Linked DNA regions of Anser cygnoides: region 2 is linked to region 1. Evidence: chromatin contacts called from public Hi-C data. All regions are on one chromosome and are shown on one strand. The core of a region is the stretch at or near the end of the contact, and the rest is flanking DNA. Distances in the headings are between cores, read along the strand shown. Region 1 holds the start of ADRA1B (adrenoceptor alpha 1B). Region 2 has its middle 66 kb from the start of IL12B.

Evidence for each region. Hi-C and Micro-C count contacts between places; a contact is called where the count stands out from the background.
Region 2: a Hi-C map of liver shows a contact between it and region 1, with 4 times the contacts expected there. The contact joins the enhancer-like site here to the promoter of ADRA1B in region 1. A contact is called at or near these places in 4 of 7 Hi-C or Micro-C datasets (granulosa cells and liver).

What each region holds. Positions count from the first base shown.
Region 1 is chr14:19,553,459-19,560,488 of Taihu_goose_T2T_genome, forward strand. ADRA1B (adrenoceptor alpha 1B) reads right to left here and starts at 2,715. Exons shown (of 2, transcript XM_013178582.3): 1 at 1,270-2,715. The coding sequence starts at 2,242.
Region 2 is chr14:19,636,389-19,643,418 of Taihu_goose_T2T_genome, forward strand. No RefSeq gene overlaps it. Among named protein-coding and RNA genes, the nearest start is that of IL12B, 66 kb to the right of the region's middle. Within about 2 kb of position 2,428, at least 1 of the 3 cell types and tissues checked has open chromatin away from gene starts, as enhancers often do. A contact at or near this core is called in liver, where this site is marked.

The sequences.
Region 1 (7,030 bases), core at 1,465-3,964:
TTTGCTCACAGTTTTCCTTCTGCTTGGAATTTGTCACATTCTCAGCATTAACTTTTTGCAGATCTTGAATTACTAAGATTTTTCAGCTTTAGCTACACTAAGCTAGAGATGATAAAGTTGCTCTGGAGTAGCTTCAGTAGTTGTCTTGTAACAGAGATTCTCGTCTAGATGACATTACATATTTACTGAAATTGTAATTCTAAAACACTTCACCAGGACCATGCAGTTGAACTCAGTTTAGTTTTCTACAAGTCTCTAAAAGTATTCACTTACCACTCAATTAGAAATGTTTTGGTGGGGTAACTAAGTAAACACGAATACCGAACATTAATAAGGGCTTCTTCTCCCTTTTTTCCCCCCACCTCTTTCCATATTTAGGCTGCCAGATTGTCTGTGTCTCAGAGAAGTGAATTTTGGACAGATATTTTTGAGAGCTAGTAATTCAGTATTAATGGGTCTTGAAATGTTCCATTTCAGAGCTGACGCTTGTATTAAAGATGATACAAGCAAATTTCCCAAGGACTTGAGAACACAGAGCACTGTTAAGGCTACATTGAATGCTTTAATAATATTTTGAAGCTGAAGTGAACAGAGTGGCTGCCACAACGCACGTGATAGTCTCCTGAAATGCCTGAACTAAGACCTACTGAAACCAAAGGGAACCTTTCTGTGAGAATCAGTGGGCTTCACATACTTGCTTTTGGAATTTGATCAGTGAAGTTTGAACTGAGAACTAGAGCTCTTTCAGCTTCCCAAAGCTCGGGGGAGTTTTGCATCTCATCATTAGGTCAGGCCCATTTTCACCTAAAACACCTAATGATGCCAGAAGACTTTCTGTAGTACATTTGGACCATCTAACAGTGAACTAAAACAAGAACACTCCAATGCTGAAACTTTTTGCAAACCTATCCAGAATTTTTGTTAAAGCATCCTGTAAAGATATTTATGAGAGCTAATTCAATCCATAAGGGGGGTTTTAATACATAAACTTTGAAGGTATCGTCCCCTGATGTCATCTGCTCCATCCATGAGGAGGGCTAACAGATGAGCAGGCTTTCTGCAGGCTGCACATGTTGCAAGGTTTCAGCTTCTTTAAAAAAGCCAACATCAGCATTAAATTACTTTCACTTCCCTCCCTTTCATCTGTTCACTGCAGTTCTCAAAATGATATCTACTTATCATTCATCTGATTTTTCTCTGTGACATTTTTGTAGTAAACAACTAACCTTCTTCCTCCCCCTCCCCACAGTCCTGTGAATACCGACTTACCTAGCGGCAGAACAATGAAGAAAGGTAGCCAACACAAGATAAACATGCCGACCACAATTCCCAGCGTCTTGGCTGCCTTCTTTTCTCTAGAGAATTTAAAAAGTTTGAAAGCTAAGGAGTTCCTGGGATTGTGACCCTTGGATTTGGTGCTGTTTAATGTATCCTCATGAATGTTCCTGTAATGGATCCGTAAAGTCAGCTCCTTGGAGTTGGACATCTCTTTCATAACCCCAGCTTCCAGGTTTTTAGTAGTCCTTTTGGCCACTATGTAGACCCGGCAGTACATCACAAGAATGACAATTAAGGGAATGTAAAAGGACCCCAAGGAAGAGAACAAAGCGTAGAACGGTTCTTCAGTGATGCGGCACTCCTTATCGTCCTTGGGTGCTGGTTCTTTCCAGCCCAAAAGAGGCCCAATAGAAATTACCATGGAAAGGACCCAGACACCTAGGAGAGCTAGAATTGCTCTTCTTCTTGTTACCAAAGTTGGATACTGGAGAGAATAACGTACTCCTATATATCTATCTATGGAAATTGCACATAGACTTAAAATAGAAGCTGTACAGCACAGCACATCAACTGCTGCCCAGATATCACAAAATATCCTCCCCAAAACCCAGTAGCCGAGGATTTCCAATGTAGCAGAGAATGGAAGGACAGTAAAACTCAGCAACAAATCTGCTATTGCAAGGTTAATTATGAAATAGTTTGTCGGGATTCTTAAATGTCTATTGCAAGCAACAGAAAGAATTACCAAAATATTACCTATAATAGCAAAGAGTATAAAGGCACCTAGGATAAGCCCCACAATTATCGCCCTACTGATATCCAGGGTGGGTGAATCCAGGTTGCTGGTTGTCTCATCGGAGTTGTTCGCAGAAAGGTTGCCGCTATTTGATGCAGAAACTTTCAAGTAGCCAGGTATTGATGAATTGGATTTCTCATCAAAGTAGGTATTCATCTTTAAAATCATCCTCCATAGCAAGGTGTAGTTGGGTCCCGTGCACAACACACAGATGGTTGAGTTCAGTGGGAAGTTATCTCTCTACCCAAGAAGTTACTGCAATGCCCCGGCCAGCTTTGGATTGAGAACTCATCTCTCCAGCAAGCTGTCAGCTTTGAGCACGTAAAACTTGCCCAGTGTGAAGTCCTCTGAAGCCTGTCAGAAATAATAGGCTGTTCAAACTTGCTTAATTTCTCCTCTCAACTCGTTGAAACAGAAATTAGCAGGCAGAAGGCTTGGCTGGAGCTCCAAAGTAGCTGCTTTGATCATGACGTCCCTGAAATAAAAGACAGGTATTACTGTTCTCCCTTGCGCATCCGTGGTCCTGCTGGAAGGATGCCCCTGTCTAGCTGCTGTGACATGCGTCTCCAGGAAGGGTTTGTCAGCACTTAGGCAGCTCTGCATGAGCCGGCTGCCTGCGCTCTCGCTGCCTCTGCCGCTGACATCACCGGGGCCAACCCCGGCGCAGCGCTAGAGGGCAATGCAGTTCAAGTTAAAACTTCCAGATCTGAAAGCTAAACAAATGGAATATATCAACCCCAATTAAAGCGTTTGATACACAGAAATCTGGATTGGAAGCCTTTTTTTTTTTTTTTTTTTAAAAAAAAAAGTTTCATTATCTGAGGAAAATACACTCAGAGGGTTATGGTGAAAAAAGCAATTTCGGTACGAAATGATCTAGCACCCTTTGCCTTTCACTCACCAACTAAATGTCTTTGGGTTTATCTTGTAATCAAAGTGAATTGCATGCCATGTTAGAGATGGCGTGACTAATCATCTCCCACTTTCTAGGGAGAAACATGTAGGTTCCAAAAATCCCTATTTTATTCCTAGATTCAGTATTTAACAATGACATAGAAAGGTACATGGAGTAGTTTGTTTCTAGTGGTAAGCTTTCCATTAATGGATGATCAGAACCCAAATCTGTAGTAAGGTCTTTATGTTTGTTCTATATTTGTGTATACCAGCCACATCTGTGGCTTCATCTCCTCTTTTCCAGCTCGATAACTTTTGCAAGCATAGGTGGATTGTGAATCCCAGCCCTGAAAAGAGCTGAGCATCCTTACCCACAGCTAAAGAGAAGGTAGTGAAAAGTGTTTAGGAGTTTTTCAATGTACTCAATACGCTAATGGGTCTTATATCTTTGCAAGGGCTATGAGGTTGCAGAGACAGGGCCTGTTGTTAAGCTGTTGCAGCTCTGGAAATACCTACAGTACCCTATAAAGAAAATGATCACTAACAAGTGATTTATCTTGTAGCACTGGTGGTTTCTCCATTTTGTGTAGCATTTGGTCACCAGGTAAGGAGAAATATCAGATCTTTATAGCCTGGTACTACTGAAAACAAAAAGTGGAAGGTTAACTGAACACACGTCTGCCAAAATGCTGTTCTCAACTTTCTGACATCAGGTTATATCCTACAGCTGTTGTCTGAAGTGCTCTGGGTTACTGTATATTGATTTTCCTGTTACAAAATGTACTGTGTTTAAAATAAAAAGTTCATTCTTAACAAGGCAGCTATGGCTGAAAGTTGCAGCTGAGTGCCGGTTTTAAAGGACAAACCATGTAAACAAAAGCTCTGGCTGAATTTTATTTGAGGAGTGTGTGGCAGATGTTTGTATAGCCCTTCCCAATAGCAGTGACTATAGCAAAGCACCATCACTCAAAAAATTTTCTTTGAAACATTTACAAGAATGACATGTCACGGAGTCACTGAAGGGAAAAGGAACAAACACTCGATTTATGAGCTTAGCCTCAGCTTTCTGTCTCTGCTCTCTCCAAGACAGAGCTTTCACTGCTAATGAATGCAGTTAGCAGCCCTTGATTTGGGACATGTATCATTCGCACTTACCCATTCTCTCTGGACTCCACCTAACCTCTCTCAGTTTTGTTTGTGATTGCTGATTTTGCTGCTCTGCCTTGTCTGTTCAAAGCGTGAATTCCTCAGTCTAGGGCTCACTCCCTTGGGAAGGTGGGGACGCAGCTGGTGGCACCGTTCTCGGGCAGCAGCAGCCTCAGCATCTCCCTGGGGTCGCCCAGCCTGCACCTTCCCGCTCGTGATACTTCTATGGACTTGGTTAAAGCTGGTTTCATTCAGTCTGCACAGGTACTAACGCTACCTCTGAATACAGATTAGGTGCAGGCCAAGTGTGTAAGCAGTGTGTTTGAAAGGAAGCGTTTTGATTTCTCCAGGCATAGCAATGTTTCAGCCTTTGGCATGTAAGAAGATGCTATGGCTGCAAAATGAGGGGGTTGGAGAAGAAAAGATCAGCAAGGGAGTACATGGGTTTACTCCAGATTTTTAGCTGGTAGCATGAGAAATACCTAGCCTACCAAGCATAAGGAAGTGGCCTGTAGCTCCTCCCTGGCTTTGGCCACACCATGTTGGGATTTTGTAGCCCCAGGGAGCCAGGTATTTCAGTGGTCTTTCAGCAGTGCCTTACAGGAGCCAGCTGGTTCCAGCTTGCTGGCAACGACTGGGACACCATGCCAATGGCTGTGGCAGGAAAGGGAGACAGAAGGGAATGGGGATTCTGACTGGTAGTGCCTAGACTATCACGCACATTCCTTTGTGCTGTGTCTTTTGCTGGCAGGAGTACTGGGGCCAGTTCGCTTCCCTTACTAGTGCAGCTTTCTGTGCTTCCCTAGATGAATCAACAACAACAAAAAATTCTTTTTCTAGGAGACAAAGTGGAAGACAAAGATACTGCTTATCTCTTATGACGCTAGTGAGAAGTCTGCCATGCTTTCACGTCTCTGTTTACCAGCGTGTGTAATAACATACTGGCTGAATAGTCATGAGGCTCAGCTGATTAACGTTTGCAAATTGCTTTGAGATCTTTAGTGACAGGTGCTATAACACAACATCATGTACCGAAACCCAGACGTGAACATTAACCAGTTAGCTGTCTTTGGATGGATAACAGAAAAGGTACCATGAAGAATAGTCTACTTTTTCTGCCAGGTTCAAGGTAGCATTTCAAGCTAGCGTGTTCAAAAACATCTGATCAGAAAAACGTAGATTATATTCATTGCAGAGTTGCTTTCATTCAGATGATTCATAATTTTCAATGAAAAAGTAAATTCAATAACCTGGAGATTCTACTCAATATTATTTCAATAATGTCACCAAGACAGAATGCCCTTTAGCTGTTTAATGTACTTCTGCTGAAAGCTTGCTGAAGCAGCAAAAAGCTGGATACAGAACATATTTGAAGAAACATGGAGAACATCTTCATATGTTCTCAGGCTAGTTCAAAATCTGAAATATGATTAACTTCTAAAATGTAGTTTGTTGTGTCATTAAAATGATACTATTGTCATAGCTCAGTTTTCTGATAAGCTATGTTCTTTTTATTCTTCTTTATAAAGTGTTGTTAAAAGTGTCTATTGGCATTTTGATCTGAGTTCAAAAACACAGCTGAAGTACTTCCAGAACACTTTGCAACAGCAGTGAATAACAATGCAGCCTGCTCTTAATTGTGCTTGGGAACCAGCCATATGAGCCAAAAGAGAATTTAAGAGTGTATCTACATAGAGTTTCATATAATTTACCTTAGTTCTTTGATTTAATTAGAAACCTGTGATTGAAGAAAACAAGGCTATAGTGTCAAAAATATTTTCACTCTGACTTGAGTAGTATCATGAATATGCTATCATATTTGATACAAATGTTCTTGCCATACCAGCGCAAACCAGAATACCTTCCACCCGTCAAAGAGGTATGACAAACAAGAAGCAGTGAGGAGGGTGTTGTATGCAGTTGTAGAAATATCACACTTCCTTGCCACTGTCTCTGATATTAAACAATTCCTGAGGAGTGGAGTGAGGGCATGGTGGGTTTGGGGGAAGTTTTTTGTGTTTTTGTTTTTTTTCATTTTGGGTGTGCATGTAGACTTGTGTCAGATGCATTTGGTCTGGCTGATTGGCACTAGATTATTTGCTACATAGTACAGCGTTTTTGTAGATGATGTTGGTCATTAAAAATATACTGATAGAAATGTGAACCTCTTGACTGTTTTCATTAAATAACTCCACTGTTAGTTACATAGATCCACTTACTTGTTTCCTTGCTGTATTAATTGCAGGTGTTGCAAAATGTTACTAGTCTTTTGGCACAAGTGCTCCTTCTGAAGTCTTCTATCTTTCTGTCAGGACCCCTGGACTACCCTTAAAATCCACAGACAGTGAGATCCACAAGATTTCTTTCTTTCCTTTCTATTACTGTGGATTAGCAGATCTTTGTCCATCATAAGGCTCTTTGGCTTAATCAGAGTAGTGCAAAATTTCCACTGGCATTGTAAATGCACAAGATTATATAGTTCCTTGCATTTCATGGCTAAACAGAAGCTAGTTTCATTTGTATGTGCACACACCCCAAACCTCAGGAAAGGATCAATTTCCACGATAAAAGGAGAAAATCGTGCATTTAAAATGTTAACTTTTCAGTTGTCCAGTAATGTTACTTAAAAACTTCTGGTCCTTTGCATTTGCAGAGTCAGAAAAATGTATCATAGGATTTTATTAAAAGCTAAGTTTATTAACTTGAGCTCACTAAAAGGAAATTGCCAACATTTGCAATTTTAAATGATCTTTTTTTTTCCCTGCTATGATTCAATGCTTGTCATTTTTATGTAAAAAACCCTAAAGAGTATTTTCTAATTAAAATGTAGTCAGTTAACTAAAATACTATACTTTTTATGTTTTCAGTGGCTCTTAATTCCTCTTCCAGTTTTAGGTTTTGTGGACACATTTCCCA
Region 2 (7,030 bases), core at 1,178-3,677, 83 kb after region 1:
AATATTATTCACTGACAAGTGAACTGATGGAAGCTTCAAGCTAATATATTCTAATTTCAACCTAATATATCTTATACTCTAATTGTTATCGGGAAGAAGAAATATAATTTAAAAAATCCAAAACCAATCAAACTAAAACAAGGACATCTCTTCTGTCTAGAGTAAGTGGATATTTATATCAATATTGTCTCTAGAATTCTTTGTCTCTGACTTATTTCATTAACCTCTATTTATTTTTAATCTGTTGAGAGGTTTTTACTGAATTAGAACTAAAGAATATAAGTATGTTTCAAGAACGTTTTGAAATTCTTTTTTAGTCTATTTTCATAGTGGTCCAAAACAGCTAGAAAGGTTTTATCTGCTTTTATGTTCATACTGACCATTTCTTCTTCTTAGAAGTAATGCATTCTGCAGCATTGCCTCACAGAGGACATTGAGGGTGATTTCTTTTATGGTCGTGTTGTACTGCACTTAGGTGAACTGTGGCTCAGAGCTGCGCAGGACGGACCCTGAGATATTTATCAGATACGAAGATGGACAGAGGTCCAGATTGTCCAGACCCTGGATCCAAAAGTTCCAATTTAAATTTGAGGTCTCCCTTCAGCCTGCCTACCTTCCTGTCCAGGTTTTGGGGGCAAACCTCTATGCGATGAACAGGCACTGAAGCACTGAGCTGAATAAGCCTACAATTTCAAGGCTGTTCGGTGCTTTCTGTCAGGTTAGAGCCCTGTCTTTTAGTTTGCTTGTCTTAAAACAGTCCTTTCTGCTTCAAAGTTTTGAAAAATCCATTTCTTATAACATTTGTCTTTTGTGCTATGTTAAGCAAATTTGGGAAATAAATGTGATTTTTCAGTCTGTTTCCTTTTAGAAAATACTCTCCACTGGAATAGAACAGCTTGTGCTAAAACACCTGATTATAGCTCTGCGAGGCCATTTGACATTGTTTCTTCCTTTTCTGCCAATGTTATGATGGAAACTAAAAGCTTGGCTAAATTTACATAAGTGTATTTTATTCTTTACTTGTACAGCATGTAAATATATGCAACACTGTTGTCAAGATTTATTATATCTATTCAAGTGTAGAGGTAACACGGATTGTAGCACAAACTGTTTTAAAGAGCAAGAAGGTTACTGAACTGTCATAATATGGATGTGTGTGCACATACCCTACCAGGCTGCTGATTTAATGATAATGAATTAGTGCTTAGTGGGGAAACTCTTCTCCCAGGGCCAGTATATTCATTTTTGATTGTTAAATCTTCATGCATGACATCTCGCTGTGGGTCATGCACTTTTGTTCACATTAGCAAAGACACATTAGTGCCATGGGATACCTGAGCTATTTGTGAATGCCTTTACAGCAGCGCTGTAATGGGGCCGTGTTTGGGGCTGGTTTTGGCTGCTGACCTGCCTGGCCTTGGGTTTAAGGTTCAGGGTCAGGGCAGAGTTTTTAAAAGACTTTCAGATGCAGAGGCAGCAAGGAGTTAAAAATAAGGCAGAGGTGAGAACGGCTGAGGTACAAATGCCCCCTATGAGGCCAGGGACACCCCCAAACCTTTAAGGTAAGCAGACAGCTGTGGGCTGGGTTAAAAGACATGAGCAACAAGGTGAGAAATGAGGCAGACATCCCGTTTTCCATCCTGCCCAAGGTGGGCTGCAAAAAGCCACGTTGTACCAATCAATCTTCCCGTACCCTCCATTAGCTTGTTCAAAATCAGACAATCATTATATAAAAATAGGCATTACTATTGCCTGTGATCAATCATCTTGTTCTCTGATTCCTGGGCTGGCCACAGTGGGGGCTCCTGCATATGCCTGCTTTGTAAGGAGATTTTGACCGGGGCCATGGCTTGAGGTAAGGAGCAAGCACTGCTGCCTTAGGCTTCTGCTGTGCATTGGAAACTTGACTTGGAAACTTGATGGCAGAAAGCTGTGACTTTCAGCCTGGTTTAATAGGGTGGAAAAATGGCTATTGTGTCTGAGATTTCATTTTCTCTGTATTATCCCTTATACTTTTAAAGCACTCTTTCTCAACTAATTTATAGGACAGATAATTTAATCTGAGAGTTGAGTAAATGTGCTGAAATACAGCCTACACTGTGCTCATATGAAAGCTTAAATTGTGTTGTTTTATTTTATCCCCTTGGAAGAAGAAGTCATTTTCACTGGAAGTACATGAGGAGATTTTTATATAAGAAGAAATAGCATTTAATGTGTTGTTTTAGTAAGTGAAGATGAAAAATTCTTATACTTTTAGGGAATTGCTCTATTTTTGTAGACTATGTGGTCTCAGACCATGCAAAGGCCTTATATTCTAGTGTCCTTTTCTTTTTCTTTACAGTGTGATCTTCTAGGAAAAAAAGCAGAATGTTAGAAAAGCAGAAAACAGTAAGCTAAATCTACATAATTGACTGAAAATTGCCTAATTCTTTCTGCAGAGATAATTCATAATTTTATAACTTTATAATATATAGCAGTTACAATATTTATAATTGATTCACTCGAATATACATATAGTGTAGCTCTAAGATTTACTGTTTGGATACTTCTAGCACCCCTCTGAGGTAGGGAAGTGGTACTGTGTTCTTGTTAAAAATGGGAATGAAGAAATTTAAAGTGGCTTGCTGAAGGTCAGACAAGGAGTGTTTAACAGACAGAAATTATGTCTCTAATCACAGATTAAGGCTCATATTGTAACCACCAGCCTTCTCTTAACTGGACTGTTTCACTGTGATAATAATTGTCTGTTCAAAAGGATCTTGTGCCATACCTGAGTGGAACATATCTGGATATTATATTCATTATTTAGTAATTAAAAACCATAATAATCCAGTCCTTTGACCCCATCCCTAAAGGGCAGACATTGAATTGAGTGATCTTTCAAAAGTCCTACGTATTTTCATACCCATATGTATGAACTGCAATCTCACATTTTTGAGTAGCACGGCACCTAGAGGGTTAGGCATCCCTATCCCTCTAAGTAATCCCTAACCCTAACTGATCCATTAGCAGTAGGGCATCCCTAGAGAGATGAGGGACTGTAAAGATTTTATAATGTTATTATGAAATGTTTCATAATGTTCTAAGAATCTCCTACAACTACGAAAAAGCAGTGGAGAAATGGGGTACTTTTACTTAGCCATTACCTAGCCACTTCTGATCAAGGCAATAATTATCAACTGCTGCTGAACTCCTGTTCCTCAGTCATCTTTTCTGCTGCTAGCTGCTATTGCGTGCAAAAGGCATTTCATGGTTTTCCTCCCCTCTCTCTCTTATGCACTGGCTTCTGGTTCCATAGAAGACTCTTGGATGTGATGTTCGTGTATTCTTTATCTCCCAACATCTGATACTCACGTTTCTTTCTTCTTCTTTTTTTTTTTTTTTCTTCCTTTTCACAAATGTTTCCATGCATCAGGAAAGTCCACTGCAGCTTGCAGAAGAAGTACACTCCTTCCTTCGGTCAAACGTAATGTGGATATAAACCCTCGCTGCTGGGTTATCCTGCAGTTTGCAGTAAAAAGCAGCCCCATTTGCTCAAGAAGTGATGCCTCTATTCTGCCTGGAGCATGCATAATTGCAGTGACTGACTTTGGTTGGTGGGTGCCATAACCAGACAGAAGTAAATATCTTCCAGCAATATGGAGGGAAATGCTTGCTTTACTGAGGAAAGCGCCATTAGAAAATGAGTTCTGTTAAGTAAATATTTTAAATATAAATGAAATAGCTGTTTCACTGAGAATTTGGTTCAAATTCTGACGGAAGTTATTGCCTTTTAATTGTTTCCTGCATCTTGAGCCCATTGTCTCAAACACTTCAGCTGGAAGCCTAGCAGAGTGATGTCCATGGACTAAGCAGAAACTTCAACTGCTGCAGGTTAGCTGCTTTGTGGAGAGGTTGTGTCAAAGACGGGATGAGATGTCACCACCCTGTGACATAAGAACCACCTGCCACAGACATTGGGCCAAAAAATAAATAAAAAAAAATTAGGGGGTAGCAAAAGCAGGTAAAAAAAAAGGTTGTAATGAAAGTAAAATAAGTTTAACTGGCCACATTAATGGAGATCTGCTGTCTAGAAGAGATTAGTTTAGAGGCAGCTTTTCACTATTATGCCTTAAGCTGTCACTAATCCCGGAAGAATCCTACATGTTTGGCGCTAAACGGTTAGTATTTATTGGGCTTTAACGATCTGTTTTAATTGTCATCCAACAAGAGCTTATTGGAAGTGTGGGGCTGAATATAATTCTCTGCTGACAAGTCTGCGTTTTGTGAGTATGATTCTCCTGCAGATGGTTTCATTCACACAAATAACTTTGAAGTGAATTCAAATACTTTAATAACTTCCTAACTGACCTGTGCAATCTTTCTACTCCTGTGCTGTGACCTGAGGAATCCCAGCCCTTCAAAGATGTTAACTTCGAGCAGCACTCGTAAGGGTGACTGCGGGTCACCCAGGGTTCACAGCACAGCCCCCTCCAAACAAAATAGACAAATACGCAAAAATCTTGTGTAGCTGCCCTGATAACTGTGAAGCGCGGCATGGAGGGAGGGAGCAAGAGGAATGCATGCCAATTAGAAGAATATGGCCATAAATATCATCTTTTAAAATTGATGCTACTTGTGGTAAATGTAGTATAAAAGAAAGAAAGTTCCACTGGATAAAATAAAAACAACGCTTGTGAGACATACCAGCACAGTCTCAGTACAGAGAGAAAGCAGGTAAATGGAAGAACAGGGATATAATCATGTGGAGTTTAGGACTCAAAGCATCCAGTGAGACCTGGCTATGCCCTAAGGATCCCCTTTTCTGGAAAATGCTTCAGATCTTTTCCATTTACTGAGTATCACGGTCTTCAAAAACCTGTCTTGACATCATCAGTGGGTAAACTCAGTATTTCCTGTTGCAGCAGCATTTAAAAATTCAAGTGTGTGAATAACTCCAAAGCAAATACCTATTGAGGTCTCTCATTCTGAGCTACTTGTGCAACTTTTAAGATAACTGTTTCCCTCTTTGACAGCCAAACTGGAGGGTTATGGGTACAACTGACTGTCAGTATTGTTTTTCACCCAGTAGTGGGGTCAGAGGATAAAACAACTGATGGTTTGATATCCTTCTCCCTCACTTCCAGCTCTCTGGAGGATGTCAAGGGCCAGCCTTGATCTAGTGCCAATAAGGCCATAAATCTCTCACATCCTCTGTTGTGATTTCTGATACAGCCTGAGTCAGTCTTGGTAAAAATTTGATGAAAACGACATTTTTAAATAGGATTCTGGCAACTTCCCCTTAAAGATGAAACCAAGAACTTTCAGTTTTCCTTTAGGAAAATTCTACCAGAAAGTCAAGCCTCAGTAGATTTGAGGTTTAGGCAAAATGATTTTTATCTTTTTTTCACATTATGCTAACCAGCTTGGCATAATGCATGTGCATGGGGATGTTGCCCTGAGGGTATCCGTGGCCCTTTCTGGCAAAACAGAGAATTCACTGAGATAGGGGCCTTTGGTCTAAAAGATCTTGCTTCCCAACACTTAACAAGATCATCTGCTGTAGTAGGTAGTGCTTACCATGGACTCTGGGATTTTTACTCTAAGTCAGGAATTTGCTATCATTGAATTGTTTGCTACCACCAGAGGCTGAGTTTCCCAGGAGTTTTCTCAAACTTTCACTTCTTTCCAGGCAGTCAAGGCGTTGTGCTTCTGATGCTTTTGTAATCTCCTCAGTTAAAGGTTTGCAGTAACCCAGATGGGAGGCTGTGCACTAGTGACCTGTTCTGTCACAGCACTGCCCAACATTCTTTGATTAAATTCAGACCCCCAAACTTGTTCTCCTTTATTTTCCAAAGAGTCCTCTGTGACAATGAAAGAACAGAGCCAGTATTTAAGAACCGTTTCTTCCTTTGGTTAATGTTGACTTTCTGAGAGATAGAAACCAAACCGTGATTTTCTGGTCAGAGTTCTCCAACCTGTCTCTGAGCCAGGTGAAACGAGAACGGGGTAGGAAACAGGGCTTCCCTTCCACAGCTTGGAAAACCCTTCCATTGCCAGAGCTCAGTGCTTGCTGGAGGAAGAGGCCTTTCAGCAGAAGGGGATCAGGGATAGAAAGTGTGTATTTTTTATTTTTTTTTTTACCATCAAGGTTTCTCTGCAAGATTTCCTTGTGGACACTAGTAGTCTGACTTGAATTGCTGCTCCCTGCTTTCCCCTCAAGGCTATAGGCCTGGAATAATGTGCAGAGAGAGAAAGGTTAATGATGTAGCTGTGCTGGCATGGGAATCCCCTCACCGTAAGTTTCCTGAAGGCCTGACACATGGTGATCCAAACGTTTCAGTGGTCTCTGGGCAGTCAGATGGGCTTCCTGCTTCGTATGGCAGCAAAGAGAACACTGTTCATATCTGCTGCTTGCAAGTGTTTGGACTATGATATTTTGCATGAAAGTAGATGAACAAAGCCATATTTTTTTTTCCTTTCTTCTGTGCATCCAATGTGTAGGCTTACCATTTCAAGAAGGTGGAAAAATACCAAAGATATCAAAGAAAAAGTTGAAAAATGTAAAAATATCACTCACTCAGATAACTATTTGGAGTTTGCTGATCTCTCATTAGTAAGGTTCTGTTATATTTCATTAAATCTTGCAGATCAGACACAACCCCCCCCCCCCCCAAAAAAAAAAATCAGAATTTGGGAGTAGTATATCTGCAGTATATTTCATGCAGCCTACCTGGCTGTTACGTGTTTTCTTTACTGGTATGTAGGAAGACCGCAGTTTAATGTAGGTGCAAGTAATAAGGAAATATTCATTGCCAGTTCAATATTACCTAACTTGCCTGTCTGCACTGACACACGAGAGTACTTTGCATCAGTTTGAGATGACAGTAATTATGAATCAATGTGTAGAATTAGCAATCCTAAATCAAAGCTGAGAGTCTGCACACAGGAAACCCAACAACTTTAAAACAATAAAACAACTTTAAAAAGTGAAAACAACTCCTGTATCACCGTAACCTGCCCTGTGCCAGGTCTGTCTCTCTCTTGTGTC